Regions from separate parts of the Mus musculus genome. Here regions 1, 2, 3 and 5 are each linked to region 4. A link is a contact called in public Hi-C, HiCAR-type and Micro-C data. All regions are on one chromosome and are shown on one strand. The core of a region is the stretch at or near the end of the contact, and the rest is flanking DNA. Distances in the headings are between cores, read along the strand shown. Region 1 holds the start of Mgme1 (mitochondrial genome maintenance exonuclease 1). Region 2 holds the start of Nxt1 (NTF2-related export protein 1). Region 3 holds the start of Cst3 (cystatin C). Region 4 holds the start of Ralgapa2 (Ral GTPase activating protein, alpha subunit 2 (catalytic)). Region 5 holds the start of Rrbp1 (ribosome binding protein 1).

Region 1 (4,201 bases), core at 309-2,808, 2.2 Mb before region 4:
ACTAATTCTTCTAATGTAAAAGAAATAAAACACCTCGCACAAAGCTCTATTTCAATACAATACCCTTGTTGGAACAATCCAACTGGTTGGTGCGCCAGAGACCGGTATTTACTTACTAGATAAAAAGTTTGCGCCGGACGTGGTGGCGTATGCCTTTAATCCCAGCACTTGGGAGACGGATTTCTGAGTTCGAGGCCAGCCTGGTCTACAAAGTGAGTTCCAGGACAGCCGGGGATATACAGAGAAACTGTCTCGAAAAACAAAAACAAAAACAAAAAAAAAAATGTTTGCCCATTCAAAGGTACTTAAAATGAAATCTTAATTCAGCTCTTATTAAAATCTAAGAGCTCCCATATTACTGACGATTTTGTCCACAAAACTGACTCATAACCTACCTGTGCGGTGGAAAATTCAAGTTTAAAGAGCCAATAAAAGTAGAATCCTTTATTGCCCGTATAGCAATCCCTGTTTATTGCATTAGTCCTCAAGATATTTGCAGCCCGAGGGTTATATCAACACACAGGATTTACTAAAAATTACAACTCCCACGAGGACACATTTAGCGTTCCCAAGTTGCAAAAACCATGCTACATACAGATACTCGTTAGAAATCTCCCCACTATTTTAAACGAAAAGGCCATTTTCTTAAAAGGAGATAGGAATAGCAAACGAAACTTTGATCCACTTTCCAATTACCATGTAGTCGATTTAAGTTTTAGGAGCAAAAGAAAAAAGAAAAAAAAAAAAACCACGCTCCTAAGGGCTTCAGAGGATTAGCCTCAGTCGAATGACTGGCAGAGCGTCGGTCAGCTTCCCACCGAGAGCTCAAGAAGTGGGGTCCCACTTGTCTGGGTCTCCTTGGTCAGAGAATGAGCGTGCAGAGACACCCCGTTGGAAAGCCATCTCTAAAGGGGTGGTTGAGGGAAAACCTCGGGATCTTGCTGGGGTCCGAGCCCCAGAGAAGATCCACCCAGCCCAAGGAGGCCGGCGGGAACCTCCAGCCCAGGTAGCGAGCGAGGAAGGGATCTCACCTTGCTGCGGTCCTCCTCCTGCTGCTCCAGCAACTCGGGAACCGCGGCCATGGCGACGCGGGCCTCGAGCAGGGGCCGTGTGGCTGTGCGAGGAAAGAAGAGGCTGGGCCGCCGCCGGGGCGCCTTTCAGGGGCGGCCGCGGCCCCGCCTCCGCCGGCCTCCTTGCCGGACGGCGGCTGGAGGCCGCGGGACTCCGCCACCATCCCAGCAGCCCCGGGCGCAGGCCAGCGAGCGGCACGCCACGTGCTCCCCCAGTGCGGCCTCCCCCGTCCCCGCGGCCGTCCATCTTGGAGCCGGGCAATAGAAGCTACGCGGGGAGCCTACCCTCGCTCCGCGCCACGCGGACACCAGCACCGGAGGGCCGCGACGGGAACGCGGGCTCCGAACCCTCCGCCGGCGAGGCACGCCTCGAGAAAGGACGCGCACCGCGGCCCGGGCAATTTATGGCTCAGCCAGAGTCCAAGATGGCGAGCGGCGGTGACGTGCGCGAGATCTCGTGAGCGCGACAACGCGCGGCTTGACGGCGCCCGCGCTTCTGCTTCGGGGGCGTGGAGGGGATGGCGCCTCACAGGTGCGACGGGAACGCCGTAGTGCATGCTGGGGCCGCCTCGCTTTGGGAAAGCGCGGGACCGATGAAAGTACGGGTCCCGAGAGGGTTGTTTGCGGGCTGGGTGTTACAGCGTGGTGGCATCTCAGGTACAGCTAGAACCCTGCCGCTGACCGACCTTCTATTTAAATACTCTCTTCCCTATCCAAACTCGGGCACGAAGGGCCACGCTTGTCCTGTCGCAGCCATGGGAGACACCTGCAGAGATCATTTTCTGGAATTAACGTTGGATGGGCTGTGCAGACCCACTTGCGACATGTCCCGAGTCTGGACCACGAGGTCACAGTAGCACCCACTTTTTAAAGGGCGGCGTGAGGAATAGATGAGCGATGCCCATACAGAATATTTAGTAAGAGTTTGGTATGTAGATGTAGGTGTTTAACTGTTAATTAAGACTTGTGAATTTGTTGGGGGGGGGCAGATTGTAGTTGTTTTGTTTCTAGAGACAAAGCCAAGCTAACCCAAAATCTCAATTTCATACTGCCTCAGCCACCCAAGTAACTTAAGTTTCCTGGTCTATGCCTCCAGGCCTTGTCACATTCAGATTTAAGGTGTCATATCCGAAACGGCCAACACATTAACATTGAACAAAAGCCACTTACAATTTTCATGAATCTTACTTGGGAATGATTTTCTCTTTTTTTTTGGAAACGTCAAAAGTTTAGTGTATGCACTTTTAATGTTCTTGTGGGTTTTTTTGTTTTTGTTTTTTGGTTTTTTGAGTCAGGGTTTCTCTGTGTAGCCCTGGCTGTCCTGGAACTCACTTTGTAGACCAGGCTGGCCTCTAACTCAGAAATCCACCTGCCTCTGCCTCCCAAGTGCTGGGATCAAAGGCGTGCGCCACCACACCCGGCTCTTGTGTGATTTTCAATTTGATGGTTTTAATATAGAAAATGTCTTAAACCTAACACCACTTTTTTTTTTTTTTCAGATACGAACAGAACACACTTTTAAACTTTCCAGACTAGAGAAAAGTTAGAGGGGCGAAGTCTAAAAATGAAACTGCCTCTGACCTTCTGCAGGCTGCTTAGCAGGTTAAACAGATTTTCTGTAAAAGCAAGCCCTCCTGTGAGTTTCTCCACTTTCTCTTATTTGTGTAGCCAGAAGAAGAAAAACTCTTACGAAGCAGTAGACCAAGCGAAGTACTCTCGTTTAGTACGCTCTGTCTTGTCCAGAGGCCCGGCCCAGACTCCAGAGTCGTTGTTCAAGGAAGATGATGTACTGTATGGACCAGTGAGTAAGCATAAGGCTGCAGAGCCGGAGCCACAGGCCAGAGTCCCACAACACTGCTTTCCTATCTTCAATGAAGAGAGAACCGGGAAACCACACACAGATGCTTCTTCAAGCCCTTTGAAGATCCCTTTGCAAAGGAACTCGATACCCAGTGTGACCCGCATCCTTCAGCAGACCATGCCACCTGAACAGAGCTTCTTTTTGGAGAGGTGGAAAGAGCGGATGGTTCTGGAGCTGGGAGAAGACGGGTTTGCAGAATATACTTCAAGTAATTATCTTGCTTCTGGTTATGTGTGGTCACTGGTTTTTAGGAGATAGAGCATTCCTGTCAGAAGAATGGAGCTTAAAAAAAAATCTTACTGAGGAAGTACTTTCAAATAGCATTTCATGTCTGCTAATTTGCTTAATCTTCGTAGATACTATTAACTGTAGTTCACACTTAAAGAAATGGAAATAACAGAGATCAAATTATTTGACAAACTTGCATAATTTATAAACAACCTATCAATTCTTTTCCATCTCTTGACAAAAGTCTAGGGTTTTTTTGGTTGGTTGGTTGGTTTTTGGTTTTTCGAGACAGGGTTCTCTGTTTAGCCCTGGCTGACCTGGAACTCACTCTGTAGACCAGGCTGGCCTCGAACTCAGAAGTCCGTCTGCCTCTGTCTCCCAAGTGCTGAGATTACAGGTATGTGCCACCGCTGCCCTGCCAAAAGTCTAGTTTTTAAATAGTTTTTCTTGCTCAGAATGTAATGGTTACCCATTGTTCTACTAGTCAGTATCATTTGACTAGCCACAATCCAGAACTCCCAATCCCCGCTTATAGTTTGGTAAATTGAACTGATCAAATGTTCTTGGCTAGGAAATGGTTAAATAACCTTCAGCCTTCAACTCTCTTGTTTTTAAAAATGTGACCAGTTCTTAGAGAATCTGGTACAGTGTGTTTTGATCACATTGGCAGGCAGGCATCAGCTCCTGACTCATTAGACAAGTGAAGAGGATAGCGTCCTTAAAGCAGTCCTTTCTAGCCAGGTATAATGGCACACACACAGGTATAGTGTTTGAGTTCCAGCACTCAAGCAGATAGACAGATCTCTGGTGAGTCAGCCTGGTCTACGTAGAGCGTTCCAGGATAACCAGAGCTACATACTGAGACCCTGTCTCGAGAAAATCAAACAAAAAAGGGTAGATTAAAAAAAATAATAGACATGGTAGTTCATGCCTCTAGTTCCTGTACATAGGAGGCTCAGGTAAGGTCACATGTTCAGGCCAATCTGGGCTACATAAGGAGACCCTCGGAGTGGGGGAGGGGAAAGCAAACCATTGGCGTCAG
Region 2 (4,322 bases), core at 1,420-3,919, 2.2 Mb after region 4:
CTTCTCAGGCAAACAGCACCATCACAGGGAGCATTTCCATGTAATGTCTACAGAAGCAACATTCTCAGGTGTCTACATTCTTTTCCTTGGCAATCGAGAAGGCAGAGGATAGACTTTATAAAACACTATCTGGCATTATTGACTGTACATCTTCCATGGCCCACCATAGCCTCCCACAGTTCAGTCCCTAAATGAGCTCACTGAAACACAGCCTCAGATCACCCTGGCCCACCAGAACTAAGATGGGCCTGCCCAGGTCAAGAGACAAGAAGAAACAGATGCAGTTCAGGTGGCAGTGTAATTGACACACAGCTGCCCAGACACTACACTGACCTCAAGTCACAGAGCTGCTTTGAAAACGTGCTGTTAAAATTCTATCCCAGGGAACAGCACTGACAGTAGGGGAGGAGAGCAAGCGTGTTGACAGATTTTAAGATCTATAAATCAGGCCCAACTCTGTGTGTGGACCAGATGGTGTCCTTCTTCCTCCTGGTCTGGCTCCATGTAGCAAATGGGAACACCGCTCCACAGCTGCTTAGGCCAGGATCATTTACCAAAACTGCTCATGTGATTGGGTAACAAATCCCACCGATCTGTCATATGGTTGTTCCAAATGTAAAAGCCAATCATTTCCTTAGGACTGTTGGCAAATGAAGTTACTGTGTACATAAAGTATAAAACATAATTCAGTTCTATTTCTGGATGCTAATTTGGACAGAGACCCATGTGAAGCTCTTCCCAAGAATATTATTAGTGTTCGTGCTTTACAGAGGAGGCAGCTGGTTACCAGGTAGGCAAACTCACATCACAATCACACTGATGATACCCAAAAGACACAGTGCTGAAGCTGCAAGTAACTATGTGTATGCCCAGCTTTCAACACTGACTCTAGAAACTGCCAAGTCCAAAATTGAAGAGTGGGCAAAGATTTTGCTTAGCATGCTGAGCAGGCCTTGTGTTCAACCACCATTACACAGACACTCACACATACACTGAAGGTGACAGTCCTAACACTCACTGACGGTCTGGACATGAGATATTATTTATGTCAAGTTGACAAGGGATGGATTGTAGTGGTTATTCCTGGTTGTCAGTTTGGCTATATCTGGAATGAACTACAATCCAGAATTGGAGGACACACCTGTGATCCAGATCTTGAGGCTGGAAGACACAAGTTTCTAACCTGCATCTTGGCATGGAGATTTTGGGGCATAGTGGCCATGAAAAGTTTAGGCTAAACAAGGTAGTACACACCTTTAATGCCAGGAGATTGAGGCAAGGAGAACCCTGACTAATATGGGGGTGGTGGAATGGTGGAGGAGGGGGAGGGGGAGGGGAGAGAAAGAGAGAGAGAGGGGAGGGGAAGGGGAGAGAAAGAGGGAGAGGGGGGAGGGGTGGAGGAGAGGAAGGGGAGAGGGAGAGAGAGAGAGAGAGAGAGAGAGAGAGAGAGAGAGAGATTCTATCCTCTAGAGAACCTTGACGAATACGCTCAACTGTGTCAGTGGCCAGTCCTTTAGAATCAGAGGCATCTCTAATCTCCCAAATTCAAGGGCTACTGAAAGAATAAAGGTCAAGTTCTCCCTCAGGAAAAGTCCTGGGACCTACCACTACTTTATCCCCAGGTTTACTACATATTTTTGTGTAACTACTGCTCCAAAGGCACTTATTCATCCTTGAAACTCAGACTCCAACTTAATTCTTTCAATAATGAAAACTTTTCACTCACTTAACTCCAGTGGGAAGTGACCTATATTGAACAGCCATTCTCGTTTCTTAAATCTAAAAACAAATGTTCCCTTAGTAACATGAGCAAAAGGAGCCGAGAGGTTGGTAACAAAATACAGATTAAAGTACTTAATTGAACAAAGCCACTTACAAACAGCTCTCCTAGCCGGGCAGATGAAGCAAAGAATCAGGTCTCAGCAAAGTTAGCTCTTTGGGTTTTGATACACGAAGCAGTTTCCCAATTTCCCACGCGAAATGGCTCCATTTCTATGCTAGGTATCTAGACAGCTCCAGATTAAAACAAATTCAGTGTCTTAAATGAGGTGGTACTGCGCCGCAGCTGGAGCCAGCAGGAAACTCAATTTGCACTGCATAGAAAGTCAACTACCATTGTCCCCTTGCCCGCCTCTTCGACCTCAGTTCTCACTAGACTAAAATTTGTTCTCTTATAAGTTCATCTGCTTGTCAACTCTAAGTAGCTTCACCTTAGGAAGGGTGCGCTCAGCTAAGATATTTGACCATATTTGACCACAAGGACTTCCACAGACTCTCAGATTTAGCCTTCCACCGGGTTCCTACACTACGGGTGTCTATGTGCTGGGTTCAGTCCAGAGCCTTATTGAAGCCATGCTGTTGTCTCCCTAGTTAGCATCAACCAGTGAAGCTCCACGTTGAAGCTTCACGAGTCTCCACAAGATATCATCCCAACACACACAGAAGAAGGGAGCCAGATCTAGCAAAGACAGATATCTCTTATTAACCAAGCCTTCCACAGCTAAGCGCGTTGACTCCACCCTCTCCACAACATCCAATCAGAGCTCCCTCAACCGGATCTTCTAGGATAGTGCCTAACCCGGAACCTACACTGTCTTTGCCGCCACACCTGGGCGGAGCCAAGTTTTCTACTGGCTCGCGTAGCTGCCCGTCGCGGGGAGGCGGGAGTCGACGGGAACCGGGATGCTAGCGCCTGCGCACATTGCAGCTTGCGGCGCGCGGGAAGCCACTACCGGCGCTTAACCGTTCCTCGCCTCCTGGACGTCGGCTTCTCAGGCGGAGCCTCTGGGAGGAAGAGGAGAACAGGAGAGAAACTCTTCTGGCCCGGGACCGCGACCGGGGCGGAACCCGGGACCGAGTCGCCTTGGCGGCGCTGACCGAGATCGAGCAGGTAAGTGAGCGCTCCTGCCTGGCCGTCTGGCAACGCCGCGGCACCAGGGACCTCTTCCCTTTTCTTAGGCTCAATAAGACATGGATGTTGTCCTTTCCTCCACGTGGTGTCTCTGCAACCTGGCATCAGGCTTTTTTATGTGCAGAACCGTGGCGGTGAGTTTGCCATACCCGGAGGAGAGCAGCAGTTTGGGGCCGGGGGATGTAAGAAGCGACTCCCAGCTGGAAATGAGGCCCGGGGCACGGCTGCCGTTTCTGAGGTCCAACTCCAGGAAACTACAGTATGAACCATGGGAGTGGAGCATCTTTCTGACTCTCACTCTACTATGTTTCGGTCGTACTGCTCTCTCCTTAAGAGAGAAAGATGACCGGGTTCTGTGGGTAGCTGAGGACCAGAAATAGGGGTGATCATCTTTGGGGGCGTGACCAATGTTAGGGCGAAGCATTGTGGCCTAAAGAAGTGGGGATGAGGTGGTTGGACAGAGAAATATGGTTACCTTGGAGAACATTGTTAAGCCAGCATCCCTAGAGCTGTTTTCATATAGAACTGCTTTCAAAAAAATCCTGGAACTTAGTAAGCATAGCTCTGACTCCCTTGCTTCCGTAGAATGAAGCAAGTAAGTTTGTAACTCTTTTTGTAAAGTTGTTACAGTGACTTGTGCAATGATGATTGAGGGAATGTACCTAAACTACTAAGCAAACAGCACTTCAGATTGATTGTTGAGTCGGAGGACCTTGGTGAGAGAGTGGCAAGAGCAGTATCAAGCTGGCTCCGAATTCATCTATAGGGCCAGCTTCCTCCTTGCTCTGTGTGGAATCCATCGTTCATAAACTGATAAGCTTAAAAAAATGAAACCGGGCATGGTGGCGCACGCCTTGAATCCCAGCACTTGGGAGGCAGAGGCAGGCGGATTTCTGAGTTCGAGGCCAGCCTGGTCTACAAAGTGAGTTCCGGGACAGCCAGGGCTACACAGAGAAACCCTGTCTCGAAAAACCAAAAAAAAAAAAATGTTGGCCCAGGCATGGTCGTGCACACCTTTATTCCCAGCACAAAAGGCAGAGGCGGATGTCATGAGTTCAAAGCCAGTGTGGTCTACATAGAAGTGGCAGAAATACATAGAGAGAACGTGTCTCAATAAAATAATAAAGGCTCTTGAAATGAAAAAGCATGTGTTCACAGCTTAAAGTTTTAAGCTTACTCTGTAGAGACCCTGTTTCTGGAAATTGGCAAATAATATAAATTACTTGTGTCCTATTTTCAGTAATATTGATCAGTACTAGGTTCTTTTAAGTGGAAATAGTTAACCATAGAAAAAATTAGCAGCCATTCCTGTTGTAAAAAGAAAAGCCATGCTGCTTATGTGATGGAACTTTAATGTTTTAAGGAACTGTGATCTTCCGGAATCTCCCTGAGACTGTTTGAATGCTAGAGC
Region 3 (4,457 bases), core at 582-3,081, 2.4 Mb after region 4:
TTTGGGAGAATGTCCTGATTTTCCTACTAGTTAAAGGAGACCTGCAGACCAAAGAACCTACAACTCCTTATACTTTGCTCCATCTGTTGCCACAATTAAGAGGTGCACTGGCCCTCAAGGTCCAAGGCAGCTGGGAAGTGGAGTTTTCTCAAGGTTGATCCCAGCAGCAGGAGAAAAAAATGGAGCAGGATTTAACTCGTTTGTATTTTCAAGAGAAGGTAGAAATGAGCTCTACACACTGGCATACAACTCTTTGTCGTCTAAAACCTGGGCTTCCTTTGGGTCAACTTTGGGGCTTTAGCAGCTCCTGCAGCTAGCTCCTCTGTCAGAGTCTAAGTCTAAGGTAGTCTGTCCATCTACTCAGTGGGTGGAGGGTGATTAGAGCTATCTTGGGGGGTAATTAGCAAAACCCCTGAGGGATATCCCGAGGATATTCCAGGGCCACAAGAAGAGGGAAGCAAGGCTTCTTAGAACAACTAGACAGCACCTTCTGAGAAGACACAAGGGGACCTGCCTGGTGACCTGCACCAACATGACAGCCAAGAAACTCAGACACCAATCTACACAGTTATGTGTCCCTTAAGGATAGAGGCTCCTTCTGAGAAATGTGCCCTGGCCACACTGTGTACAAGCTAATACGGCTGCAGCATCAAGGGGTTGTTTAGCTTTGAGGTTCACCCATCACAAACCGAGTCATGGCTGAAGGGAGCCTGACTGTGTGGTACAGGACTGATCACCACAGCTGTCTGGACCATTCTACAGTGCTACCAAAACAGCAAGGCAGCACAGGCAGTGCTCAGAGAAAAAGACAGGCTGCCAGACTGGATAGAAATGGCCCTTGCTAGCAGAGTCCATAGTGGAGACCAGCAAACTGAGACTTTGAGTGAAGGACCTGAGTGTTCGTGGGTTCCCAATTTTCCAAATGGAATCTTGGGTATGTAGAGAATGCCCTTGTTTTCCGGAAGTGTTGACTCTGAAAGTATACACAAAAATAAGTGACTATAAACACACACCCACGTACACGTGCTCCTGAGTAGAGCAAGGAGATTGGAACATGGCCAAGTGTTTACTGGAAGGATGGGGTGAAATCTGCCGTCTGTCAGAATGAGTTTCAAGTAGCGCGATTAAGTGAAGCCAGATCATTAGCAGTTGACATTGACCCCAGGCGGCTAAGGGAGGTGAGCTCCGCCCAGGGAGCGTTTGACCTACATCCTTAGTACCTTCTCTGGGTGGCCTTTTGGAAACAGAGCTAGGAGGCCCACCCGCTGGGCTCTTCTGAGTTCCAGAATAAACAAAAGATGAATGTTAACACAATGAGTAGACCAGAGAAGAAAGGAAGAGAGAGGACCGCTCCCATAAGAAGCAAAGGTGTTGATTAACAACTGCAGATGCAAACCGCGCCCTAGCTAGGGGTGCCTGGGTGGGAGCGGCCTGGAGACGTCGGGAGAGCAGGGGACAGCAGGGACACGTACCTGCTTACGAGCTCTCACCACCTGTATGGCGCGGCTGTGGTACGCATCGTTGCTGCCCTTGTTGTACTCGCTCACAGCGAAGTCCAACGCTCGCCGCACGCCTTCCTCATTGGCATCTGCCTCCTCCGGGGCTCCCAACATTCGCGGGCCTTGTTTTGGGGTCGCCGCCCAGGCCACGGCCAGGACGGCCAGCAGGAACAGCAAGGAGCGCAGCGGGCTGGCCATGGTTGGCTAGGACAAAGGGATAAAGCTCCAACAAGACTCTGAGTTGGTGCAGAACAGACGCTGCTACTCCGTGCGACTTTTACCCAAATGCGAGCGTTAGGGACCCGCCCGCCTCTCCTGGCTCCTCCTTTTCCGGCGGCCACCCTCCCTTTTCCGTCTGCCCCCTAGCGGGCCCCGCCTCCTCTTCCGAACGGCCCCGCCCTCCCTCTGCTTCAGTCAGCTGCTAGTCTGTTCTTGCCTTGTAGGTCAGATACCTCTTAAAGAGCTGCCAGATTCCCATTCCCTGCTGAGCCTCCCCTCCCCCATCCCTGCCCCGCCTCTCCCTTCCTTCTTCACTCTTAGCTTTCTGTTCTTACCAGTTCCTCTTCTGTGCCCTTTTCCACAGCTTCCCCTTTTACTCCAAGTTCCCTGTTTCATGAAGTGTGGTTTCACCAGAGAAGTTGGTCATTGCTCTCTGGACCCTAAAATGCCAGTGACATCTGAACCCTGTTTCTCCAGAAAGGAAAAGGGCAACGAGTCTTTAATTTCCTGCATCTTCAAAGTTCAGCCTCGATCACTTGATGGAGAGCAGGGTCACTATGTGGGAATGCTCGGAGCAGGGCTATTATTTCATTTTCCTGAAGGCCCTGTCCTAAGATACTTGTCAAAGGAAAATAAATTGATCTTGGGGGAGTGGGGAAGTGTGCAGCATTCTGTGTAACTACTCATTATCCTTAAAGAAACCATCCTAGGCTTCTTCCTAGACCAGGCCACTCTAGGGCCTGGAGATACCACAGGAGGCCAAGCCCCGAATGGATATTGTAACAGGCTGCCCAGTATATCCATCTAAGATGAACCCATGTGTCTTTTATGCTTCCTAGTAGACAGGTTAAAAACTACGGTATGAGGCTGGGTATGATGGCGCATGTATTTAATTCCAGTACATGGAAGGCAGAAGTAGGTAGATCTGTGTTCAAGACCAGCTTGGTCTACATCTCTGGTTCCAGGCCAGCAAGGGCTACACAGTGAAATCTTAGAAGAAAAAGAAGAAGGAGGAGGAGGGGGAGGGGGAGAGGGAGAGGGAGGGGGAGAGGGAGAGGGAGGGAGAGAGGGAGAGGGAGAGGGAGAGGGAGAGGGAGAGGGAGAGGGGGAGGGGGAGGAGGTGGAGGAGGAGGTGGAGGAGGAGGAGGAGGAGGAGGAGGAGGAGGAGGAGGAGGAGGAGGAGGAGGAGAAGACAGGGCTACACAGTGAGACCCTCTTGTTAAAAAACAAACAGACAAATCAGTGATAACAAAACCCAAATATTGAAGTCTTTAATACGTTTTATTTAACCTATCAAATGTAATTTCAATATATAATAATAACTCTTAAGGAAACAGATTATATTCCTTAATGTGTATAGTAATCCTTTAGAGTCTGTGTATATTTGTAACATTTAGGACCAATGTTCACTCAGTCTGACCCCCCTTTCCACATCTGCTAACTGCTGATGCTGGTGGCTATAGTACTGCATAAGGTTTAAGCTTTAAAGTTTAAGGTTTGTGCTAGTGGTAGTATGGGAGGTGATCAATAATTAAGATCAGATGATTATAATGCTCTGTAGAAAGTGAGATAGGGGGAGCAAGAGATGGGTGCCAGTAGATATTAGTTGAAAGATCCCTTTGGGATTCAAACAGTCGAGGAGTTCCACCTAGACCAGGGAGATAGCACCAGTCAGAGGGAATGACCCCTGCTTAGGTGATGAGGTCCAACAGGGCTTTTCTGTTTAGAAACAAGGAACACTGGCAAGGGGTAAGTTTACATAAGCAGGGAAGGGGTAGGGCCAGGACTCTAACTCTGGCAGCTGTGTGGATGCTAGAGGAAGGCTGGGGCTTGAGGGCTATGGGACAAGCTAGTGAGAGGGCAGGCAGCTGAGGATGAACATTCAAGCACAAGGTCTATTCGAGCTGCTCCCCTAAGGGAGCCTCACTGTGGGTCTGTGATTTCCCTCTGATTGGAAGGTTACATAGTTTCCACTGACTTACCAGGAGTGAGGTATTGTTAACATATGACTTATTTTATGTGTATAAAATAATTTCAATGAGTGCACACAAATTCAGCACATGTGGCTGACCTTGTAAAGTTCCCTGGTGCCTTTTTGGTCCGTGTTGGTGCCCACTGGACCCTTGCCAGTCCATCTGTCCCTGGAGGCTCATTTTTCTGTCTATTCTTGGACTTCCTGTAAACATGTAGTGAGAGCAGTGTCTGGCCCTCTGGGGCAGAAGCACCATGAGGTTCCTTTGCACTGTTTCCTTAACCAGATTCTTAGTTCCCTTTCTCTTCAGGTAGAATATATGTTCAAGTGGATACTGTGTAGGCAGACACACCCTCCAGCTCAGGATCAAGCAAGCCCATGCTCACTATGCACCACTGGGAGTAGACAGGATTGAGTTGAGTTCTATGCAGATAGCTGACTTTATTTCTTCTTTCAACCTCACTCTCTTATGTTCTGTACTTGAAAATGCCCCTGTGACAAATGAGCTGGTAGTGAAGGTATCTGGTTTTGAGAGGAACACTGGAAGGTCCTGGGCTCTCAAAGGATACAAAGAAGGATTATATTGGGGGTGGTAGGTACTGGTAACTTAGTGACATCTCTGCTCTGACCTTGGGTCTGAGCTCTGGATTAGACCCTATCAGCAGGAATCTAACAGATACTAACAATGTCACTAATGAGTATTTATGTTAAGGATTAGAATAGGGGACCCTGAGGCATTGCTATAACCTAACCCCACTATGAGTACC
Region 4 (4,770 bases), core at 725-3,224:
CTGGACGGTAACAAAGACAGTGTATCTCTAAGAAACCACTCTGGTCTAGGTTTTCTGTCTTTATAAAATGTAGCCAACTTAATCTTGGCCTTCTTGGTCAGAACAAAGGTTTAAATTCTTCAGCACAGAAAAAGTTCCAAAGTATCAAATGCCTTAAAATACTGTTCAGTTCTCCTTTATCAAGAATGCCCCTGCAGCAGGAACTAATCAGATACTAAGGACCCAACACAAAGCACTTGTGTGCCTAGACATTTCACTACAGGAAGGAGAAAGTTCAACTTACCAAGAACATCACATTTTGCTTTCAGAAGTCCAGAAACTAATCCTTCTAACAGTAACTGATTTACATTCATTATAAACTGAACACATTAAGTGTAATATCTGGGGATCTGAGATAGTAACTTCAGTTGTCAAAATCTGGTGGGTTTTGAGGGGGAAGGGAGTAGGTTTTGAGGCAACAGTCATGGTTTTGAGTTTTGCATTTGGTTGGTTCATTGGTTGGCTGATTGGCTGGCCAATCCCCCACTCAGAAATAGTTTACACAATATAAATAGAAATAATTAGCAACTCTTAATCTCATTAACAAGAATGCTTAAAATTCTCACCTATAAAATGAATTCTTTTGTGCCCTATTTTCTCAAGTGGCAGATGGTCTAAAATTTTAAAAACACTGGGTTTTTAATTTTTTATTATTGTTTCAACAGTATACATATGTAGAAGAAACCTGTCTTTTCCTTGGCCCCCAAATACAGATAAGTCTGTCCAGACAGACAGAAGATAGAACTAATGCATAGCCTAGCCAAGCTACACATCACCAGCATCAGATAACCTGTGGACACTTCACACCCACAGGGGAGAGCTTTCAAGCCATCACAAGTCAATTCCAGGCCCACTTGGGCTCTGCAGAACCTCCACCCTGCAGGCCATGAATAGGGAAGGCAAAAGGGAGTAATGGTTGTCACTCTGATGATAAGGGAGAAGCTGCCTCCCTGGACCCAAAGAAAGCCTAGCTTCCTCTGATCAGAGCCCCCTTCACACCAAAGACCCAAGGAAACAGCTATCAGCCGGACCCTTCCATCCTCCCTCCCCCAACCCCCAAAAAATGTAAATTTAAAAGAGAGAAGGGCAGGAGAGAAGAAATGACATCTAATCTGTCCTGGGGTCAGCTGAAATCAATCCTACCTAAAGTCTTACACTCAAACATAGTAACATTTTAAAAGGAGAGTGAGTGAGAGATGGTAGTTCAACGAAGTCTGTGATGGGACCACATGAGCTATTGGTCTAACCCAAGTTGTCAAGAATTTAAATTTTTAGAATGGGAGAGGGAGAGGGAGGTGGCAGAGAGGAGGTGGCAGAGAGGTAGGGCTGCGTGTGCGTGTGTGTGTGTGTGTGTGTGTGTGTGTGTGTGTGTGTGTGTGTGTGTTCAAGCCCGCCCCACTTGTGCTTGGTTTATTTCCTGGAGAGGACAGCTTATAGTCACCTCTGTGCCTGCTCTCAGGCACAGAGGTTACCCGAGGCTAGGCACCCAAAAGAGAATCCTGGCTAAGTTTACACTTGGGACGACAGAGCAGCGCCCAGGGCCAACGTACAGCCTTCAGGAACAATGCCTCAAGGGTCCCGATCTAGGCTAGCAAAGGTCGGCTGCGCACCATTCCCAGCTCTCTACATCACTCGGACCTGAGACCCCATCAGGCCCACGCCGCGGGTGGGACCCGGCCCTCCCGGCAGGTGGCTCTGACCCACAGCCCACGCCCCACGCCTCACCCAGCAGCGCCCGCAGGTGCTTCAGGCGGGTCAGCACGTCCTTCTTGGGGTCCAGCACCTTCTGCGTGGACTTTTTCACATCTCCGTGGCTCCTTCGGGAGAACATCCCGCCGCGGTAAGCCTGGGCCCCGCCGGCGGGGCAGGAGGCGCCTGCGCCGCACGAGTCACTGCATAGGGTCGCGACGGGCGCGTGTCGCTCCGGCCACAAGCCGCCCCCCTCCCGGCCGCCTCGCCGCCTCAGCCTCAGCGGAGGCTCCAGGAAGGAGGGGCGGGCCGAACGGTCAGGGGCGGGGCAGGAAGGCGGTGTCGATGCGAAACCCTCGGCCCCGCCCCACGGGTGCCTCTGGTCCGCCCTCCGGCGCGACGCACGCGCACATCCCGGACTGTTCACGCACTAGGAGCCTGAGGCTAGGAACCTCGCGGGGACGCGCGCCCAGCTTCGAGTCTGCGCAGTGACCTCCAATCAGATTGCGGTGTTTTCCATATGACCAGGACCGCGAGCTCCCGCCCCTATATGGGCCGCAAGTGCTCCCGGGAACTGTAGTCCCCACAAGACGAAGCGCAGCGACCTGCTTTCCAGAGTGCTAGATGCCACCCTTGAAACTCACACTCCCTCCCCTCTACTGCCTGGCCTGCGTACCTACCCCTCCCAACCCCCCACTCTCTCACAGACACACACAAAGTAAGAAAAGCTGTAGGACTTTTAAATTTTGAAAACTATTTCTAGATTTTTTTTTTTTTTTTTTACTTCTGGATTCACACTAAGGAGCAAGACAAAGCACGTGTGGCCATGTCAAAATCTGATCTCTAATTTCACACTAAAGTAAATAAATGGCTTTGGTAGCAGAGAAGAGTGGGCCTGTTGTCCAGTGAGGTCCACTCAGTCCCCAAGGCATCTGGAACCCAATCTCAAGTGCAGAGGTCAGTCTTGCCTCTTGCTTTGCGGATAGAGCTCCTGGGTTATGCAAGGCCTCATAGCAATCCAATAACAGAACCAGAAATAGAACCTGAAGGACCTGACTCTCGGGCCAACATGCTTTTTAAGGCCAGATGCCTATTCACTGAAGCAAGACTTTAAGACAGAAGATGCTCAAATGATTTCTTACCAGAAAACTGACTATATAATTGTTTATTATCATCTGGATCCCCAAGGTTTGATATTTTGGCTTTATTAGCAAGTACCTAAAGAGGCACCTTAGAATCACATGTTTTTCATCCAAATAGGCATAATCCAAGAGTCTTTTTCTCTAGTGGAGGAAAGTGCTAGAAATGTACACACCCTTGTATTAAGCTTGGTATTTGATCTCTACAGGCACTCAATAAACTCATTAAGTTAAAAAAAAAAAAAGATGATAAAGCAGCCCTACACATTTCAACTCAGCATGCAAAAACTTCTCCGTTCTGGTAAATTCTATTTTTAGAGTTATCAAAATAGCATGGCTACGACTAAGATATACCCAAAGGAACAGTATTTAGCCAAAAAAACAAAACAAAACAAAACAAAACAGACTACAGACAGATCACCTAACAGCAGAAATCTCACAGACCTAGAGATGTAATCTCCATGCCTAGGATGATGGGAGAGCTGTTGCGCCTCCTGCATCCCCAGATGACATCATAGATGAAGGCCATAATCTCCCCAATTCTGTTGTAAGGGAGAGAAGTGATGCTGTCTCTAACATTACGGCAAGAGTATTTGTCACCATCAGTTTATCCTGTGCCCTGTTTCAGATTTTAAAACACATGTTCACTGTTCCATTCCTTTGAACAAGGACATCTTTTCTTACACTGATTGAAAAAGTAAAATGAATTTATCCCACTGAAATCAATTTTTCTCTTGCAATGTGAGCTCTCATTATTAGCAAACATCTAGTAAAGACCTATGGTGTAAAAACAAGATCCTAAGCCCAGGAAATAACAGATATTACAAGAAGCAGTTCTCTCACTGCCAGAGCTTCCAATCCAACTGAGGAGGAAAAACTAGACAAATATATGCATTTCTGTATGCTAAATATATGGCAGTGTTAGAAACTGGATAGACAAAAACCAGGCATCTATGCATGTAAGTTCATCTCATCTATCATACTTACAGAGTGAAGACATAAGACTGCAACACCCACCTCCCTTTTTAAAAGAATCACGTATTAGTGTTTTGATGCTTATTTACCCAGGACACCTCCCAGTTTTGTTTTGTTGGGGTTTTTTGATTGTTGCTGTTCTCTCAAAAAATCCTCTTGTTGGTCTTCTAACCCCTTGAGGAAATTATTCACCCTGAAGTTACTTACTTCTTCCTTGGGCTTTAGAGTGTCAAGTACTTTTCAGACACTCCATTGCCGCCTTAATCAATAAATAACAAACATGAAATTCAAAGTTTAAAACTTGGGGCTGGAGAGATGCCTCAGTGCTTAGGAGTTCTGGCTGTTCGACTACAGGAGCCAGGTTCAATTTCCAGCACTTCCATGGTGGCTCACAACCATCTATAACTCTAGTCTCAGAGGTCAGATGCCCTTTCCAGCCTCTGAGGACAGATGTGCACACAGGGCACAGACATACACCCATACACATAAAATAAAGATCAGTATGTGGGGCCAGAGAATTGGCTCGGTAGTTAAGAGCACTTGCTGCTCCTCCAGAGGATCCAAATTCTGTTCCCAGCACCTATGTAGGTGGCTCAAAATCACCTGTAACTCCAGCTCTAGGGTGTGTGACATTCTCTTCTGACCTCTGCAGCCATCAGCACATACCTAGCACAGACTTACACAATCACAAAATGTAAAAAAAAAAATTAAAATCTAAAAAAGAAAAATTTAGCTTGTAACAGACAAAGTAATGCTACTCTGAAATAACACTTAGAAAGAAAGAAAGAAAAAAAAAAAAAGACAGGATGTTACCAGTAGTTAGAGGAGGTGCTGTCTGCCTTGGGTGTTTCCAGGTTCTTGGCCTCTTATTCAACAATGAAATAAAAGCCTACACAAATTGCAAAGTAGAGAGGAAACTTTATTTAAA
Region 5 (4,644 bases), core at 1,822-4,321, 2.5 Mb before region 4:
ATCCCAGCAGTGTAGTATCTGATTCTAAATTGCAAGTCTTTTAAACTTAAGTTGGGTTCAGAGTCTCTTATACCATGAGATGGTGGTCTCTCTAATCTGTGCGAACCATGGAAACCTGGGACTTCAAACTCCTAGGAGCCCCAACCTTGGCTTCCTCTGGGAGCCAGACAGTCCATGTTTAGACTGCTCATTGGAGAACTCAGGGGCCTTCCCCATTGTAGGCTTGCAATTTATACAGGGATAACAAAATGGGTGTTCTCCTTCTAGAAGCAAGATTTGAACAAGGAAAATCATAAGGACTGTGGTTCTACCCCTTTGTCATAAGTCTATTAGTTATAGCTTCTGGGGATAAAAGAACGAGTAAGAATCTGGGCTCCTATGCTTTTAAAAGGTATCCCTGCTACACAATAATCCAATATTCCAATTAAATCATTTGCATGCAACCGTTTAAACTGAGTTTGGTGCTATATAATTATTGTAGCATGTAGAGTTAAGGCTCATTTCAGCAAAGAGCATAATTGCTCGAATGTGACTCGATTCAGGATTTATTTAAAACTCCCCATCAAGCCGGGTGTTTAGGTGTACACCTGTAATCCTAGTACTTGGGAGGTAGAGGCAAGAGAGCCAGGCGTTCAAGGTCAGCCTAGACGACCCAATGGCAGGCAGGACAACCTAAGACTCTGTCCTAAAACACTGCAGAAAGAAAGGAAAAAAGGAGGGCAGGATGGGAGGAGGGGAAAGAGAGAGAATGAAGAAAATGTTTCCCATCAACATAAAATATCCATACATTATAATACCGCTCTAACTACTTAGAACAGGTAAACAGAGCTCAAGTCCTAAATATGGAAGCGGAAAGTTCTGTTGTAGCTTATGCCACAGCTTCACACAAACCTCCAGCTCTCCTCTTCTGGCCCTCAGCCCCCAAGCGTGGGATTCTGTAGGCCTCAACTAGTCCAGAAGCCAGACAATCCAGGCTTGCCCCAGCATCTGTGCTGACCTCTTAGTAGCTCTTCTCCTGTACTAAACAGAAGGGAAGTGGCATCTCCAGGCCCTCAGAACAGGAAGCTGCTTCTAAAGAGAAACAAGTTGGCAGACCATAGTGGGCTGACCTTACAAAGTTCATTAACACATTTCTATGACAACCCCCAGCAAATCCCAGAAATTTCTCTAGGTTTAGGAAGTTAAGATAAACAATAACAGAAAAAAAAAATGTAAGGAAGTGGTGTGGATGGTGAGAGAATACTTAAGTGAAGGGCTGTGTCCAATGTGCAATTCTTCAGCCTACAATGTGAGTCTTTACACAAAATTCAACCCAGGACCCCAACCCCCACCATTAGGCTTTAAGCAAATGAACTGCTAGCTTAGCAAACAGAGATGTGGGAGGCTCTAGGGATCCATCCAAGTTTCATTTCCTTGGTGTTTCCCAGTCCTGACCTCTGACCTGAGGACTGATTGCCAAATTGCCCTCGGTTTTGCACAAGATCTCACACTTCCTGCTCAGTTCCCCTGACCTCAGTGGTGAGTGGGTGGTACTATCTTCAGGCAAGAGATAAAGAAACCCCAGGTTCAGAGGTTAGGAGACATGACCCTCCGGTGTTCATGGGGCTGGAATCCAGGTGTGCGACTTCTGCAGTGGTTGGCAGTGCAAGCCAGGCTCCACCTTGTTCCCTTGTCTCTCACGTCCCTAAACACACATCCCACAAGAACAGTCAATACCAGTTGGCTACTCCCTACACGTGCTGGGTCTCCACTGCTGTCTCTCAGATGGGGAAATGGGAAACCTCTGAGAGAAAGCATTTGGTTAGCAACTGTCGACGAAGCGTGACACCTACGGGAAAGAGTCTCTGAAGCATCCTGCACAGCCTGCAGTAAGCCCGGGTCAACCGGCCTCCCTTCCCCGGGCACTGCCGGGGAGCCTGGCGGGCCGGGACAGACGGCGGGCCCAGTGCCAGGGCGCTTGGCCCGCCGGGCCGGAGGTGCCGACTTCCGCCCAGGCCTAGCACCACGGGTCCACTAATCATGGGCGCGGGAAAGAGACGCCAGGCAGGACCCCGGGTGGCCCCAACCCTGGCCAGGTCCCGCACCCTCGTGCCGGTTCCGCGAGGACCCGCCGTGAAACGGTGCTGCGGCCCTGCCGCCAGGGGGAGCAGGGAGCCTCATCCCGTACTCCGGGAAGTTGCTACGGCCAGTCCCGGACGGCACCCGCGGCGAGCCCTGTGGCCCCCGCCCGCCCCGTCGGGGCTGCCGACGTGTCCTGTGGCCACAGCCCGCAGCCCGGGGCTCTGGGCCCCCGCGTCGCCAATCCAGTCTCAGCCCTCGTCCCAGGCCGGCCCACCGCCTTCCGCCCCCCCAACCCCCTCCGGCCCGGACTCCGGCCCGGCAACGTCATCCGGTGGCTTCCCGAAACTTAACCCCTTCCTCCGCCAGCTGTGCGCCGCCCCGCCCCGCCGCCAACTTTCTTAGCCCAACTTCGGAGCGCGCGGGCCGGCCCGACGGCCCGGCCGAGAGGGAGGGGTCGCCACGTCGTGCCGCGGGGCCGCCGCAGCTCCTGGCCTGCCGGCCGGGGGAATCCACCCCGAGGGGCGCGCTCGGCCGACGCCCCTGCACGGGCTCGGCCTGGCACACGCAGCTCCGTCCCACTCGAGGGGCCGCGGCTACCGCCAGGGCGGGCGTGCGGGCCGGCGCCGCCGGGGGAGGGGCCGCCGAGGAGACGTGTCACTCGCGGCGCGACCGGCCCGGCGCCCCGACGGCCCAGCCCGCGCGCCTCCACCGCCGCCGCCGCTGCAGGGCCCGGCCAAGTTTCTTACCTGCAGCGGGAGACGCGAGAGGGAGAGCGAGAGGGCAAGAGCAGCCGCCGCCGCCGCCGCGGAACCGCAAGAGGGGAGCCGGCCGAGCCTCCACCGAGAAGCCGCCCCTGAGCAGCTGCACACACTGCGACCCTGGCGCCGTCCGCCCCGTCCGCCGTCCGCTCCGGCCGCTCGCTGGCTGCGTGCGCGTGTGTGGAGTCGTGGCACTTTCTGCCTCGGAGCTGGCGAACGGCCCCCTCCGCCGGGATCGCCGCCTCCTGCCTTCCCCACCCGGACCAGCCATTCATCGAGCTGCCTCTTCCTATTGGTTCACTAGCCGCCACTCTGCCGGCCTCTGACCAATCAGACCGCGGACGGCCGCGCCGCGGTGGCGACCATTGGCCAAAAAGGAGGGTCTACGTCTCAGCCAATGAGAGAGAGGAGGAGCTGCGGGGAGCCGCGGGGGGCGGGGCCGAAGAGGGGCGGAGCCGCGCAGCGCAACTCTCAGCTCTGCGCGGGGGCGGGTCTCTAACTCCCCGCCCACCTAGGGAGGTCCTCTGCCGGTCCCGCCCACTCCAGGCCTCCGCTCTCCACGCCACCGCTTATTCGGATTTGGCTCCGCCTAGGCCGATAGACTGCGGTTCGAATCCCCTTGGCCGCAGGCTGCTCTTTTCCTCCACACTGCCGGGCTGAGGTGGCCGTGAATGTTACCCTCAGGAGGACTGCACAAACCGTGAACAACTGGGAAAATGCCTTATTTAAACCCAAATAACGTCACACAAAGCACCAGCCTCTGGGTCTAAAGAAGAGTTCTGCAAGGGTCAGAGCAGGGAGGATGGGGCCTTATCTATCCGTAAAGGCACTGCATTCTGCATTCCATATTTTACTGAATAAGTGGGAGAATTGAGGTGGAAGACCTGGAAAGAACAAAAGAAATAGAGGTGGAAATTTTGATAAGAAAAGCCACTCCCTAAACAGAATAATATACTGTCCTTGTACAAATCACACAGCAGAGTTACATCCATCCTGTGACACTTGATTTCAGATGTTGGGACCATGAGGTTTTGGCCCAAGAAAATATGATAGCAACCCAGGAAATTGATCTAGTGATACTCCAAATATTAGCCAGCTACCCCTTTATAAAAACAAAAAAACAACAACCAACACCTACTTAGAAGAGGGGTGCATATGCCACCATGCACCAACTCTCTGCTTGATTCTCTCCTTCCATGGCTGTTTCTAGGGATCAAAACTCAGTCAGATTGCATAGAAAGTACTTAAAAGTAGTTTCCCTGTGCCATCTCATCAACACAAAAGCCTCTCTTCAAAACCAAGTTCAATTGAAATAACTTAACTTTAAGTGCTTTTCTTTTCTTTTTTTTTTTTTTTTTTTTTGAGTCAAGGTCTCACTATGTGGCTGTCCCACAACTTGCTTTGTATAACAGGCTGGCCTAGAACTCAAAGTCACAGAGTTCCTCCTGCCTCTGTTTTCTGAGTACTGGCATTAAAGGCATGAAACACCATGCCAGCTTAAGTTTAGGTTATAACCATTTTAACTGCAGCTCTTAAAATTATTCCTTTGAGCCTGAGGCAAGATCAGCCTCTTTGAAATGAAGTTTGGTCTCTCTCCTCTGTCCCCCACCCCCCTTTCGAGTCCACACAGAATTTGATATCAGGCATATCTCTCTCTCTATTGCTCGAGCAGGGTCTGTCTATGATCCTGGAGCCCACTCCTTTAACTCAGCTGCCTGACCAGTGAGTGACGGTCTCCATCTTCACAGTGCTGGATTGTAGGTGGCACCTGGAGTGTTCACATTCATGTTGGGATTTGAACTCAGGGCCTTCATAGCAGGTACTT

Evidence for each region. Hi-C and Micro-C count contacts between places; a contact is called where the count stands out from the background. HiCAR-type assays count read pairs that join an accessible place to other places.
Region 1: a Hi-C map of CD4 T cells shows a contact between it and region 4, with 8 times the contacts expected there. The contact joins the promoter of Mgme1 here to the promoter of Ralgapa2 in region 4. A contact is called at or near these places in 1 of 39 promoter capture datasets (erythroid cells) and 1 of 484 Hi-C or Micro-C datasets (CD4 T cells).
Region 2: a contact with region 4 is called in a Hi-C map of CD8 T cells, with 5 times the contacts expected there. The contact joins the promoter of Nxt1 here to the promoter of Ralgapa2 in region 4. A contact is called at or near these places in 4 of 39 promoter capture datasets (the 3T3-L1 cell line, hippocampal neurons, liver and 1 more), 3 of 484 Hi-C or Micro-C datasets (CD4 T cells, CD8 T cells and muscle stem cells), 2 of 115 datasets of contacts at active chromatin or transcription factors (astrocytes and thymic regulatory T cells) and 2 of 9 other capture datasets (adipose tissue and liver).
Region 3: a contact with region 4 is called in a HiCAR-type map of astrocytes, with 2.6 times the contacts expected there. The contact joins the promoter of Cst3 here to the promoter of Ralgapa2 in region 4.
Region 5: a Micro-C map of embryonic stem cells shows a contact between it and region 4, with 9 times the contacts expected there. The contact joins the promoter of Rrbp1 here to the promoter of Ralgapa2 in region 4. A contact is called at or near these places in 1 of 39 promoter capture datasets (pre-B cells), 2 of 484 Hi-C or Micro-C datasets (CD4 T cells and embryonic stem cells) and 2 of 9 other capture datasets (adipose tissue and liver).

Annotation. Positions count from the first base shown.
Region 1 is chr2:144,269,346-144,273,546 of GRCm38.p6, forward strand. It overlaps Mgme1 (mitochondrial genome maintenance exonuclease 1), which reads left to right and starts at 1,559. Exons shown (of 5, transcript NM_028984.5): 1 at 1,559-1,727; 2 at 2,570-3,139. The coding sequence starts at 2,635. It overlaps Snx5 (sorting nexin 5), which reads right to left and starts at 1,557. Exons shown (of 14, transcript NM_001199188.1): 1 at 1,356-1,557; 2 at 1,032-1,114. The coding sequence starts at 1,082.
Region 2 is chr2:148,669,946-148,674,267 of GRCm38.p6, forward strand. Nxt1 (NTF2-related export protein 1) reads left to right here and starts at 2,670. Exons shown (of 2, transcript NM_019761.6): 1 at 2,670-2,890.
Region 3 is chr2:148,873,681-148,878,137 of GRCm38.p6, forward strand. Cst3 (cystatin C) reads right to left here and starts at 1,832. Exons shown (of 3, transcript NM_009976.4): 1 at 1,473-1,832. The coding sequence starts at 1,697.
Region 4 is chr2:146,510,030-146,514,799 of GRCm38.p6, forward strand. Ralgapa2 (Ral GTPase activating protein, alpha subunit 2 (catalytic)) reads right to left here and starts at 1,975. Exons shown (of 41, transcript NM_001033348.3): 1 at 1,765-1,975. The coding sequence starts at 1,870.
Region 5 is chr2:144,008,192-144,012,835 of GRCm38.p6, forward strand. It overlaps Rrbp1 (ribosome binding protein 1), which reads right to left and starts at 3,072. Exons shown (of 24, transcript NM_024281.2): 1 at 2,808-3,072.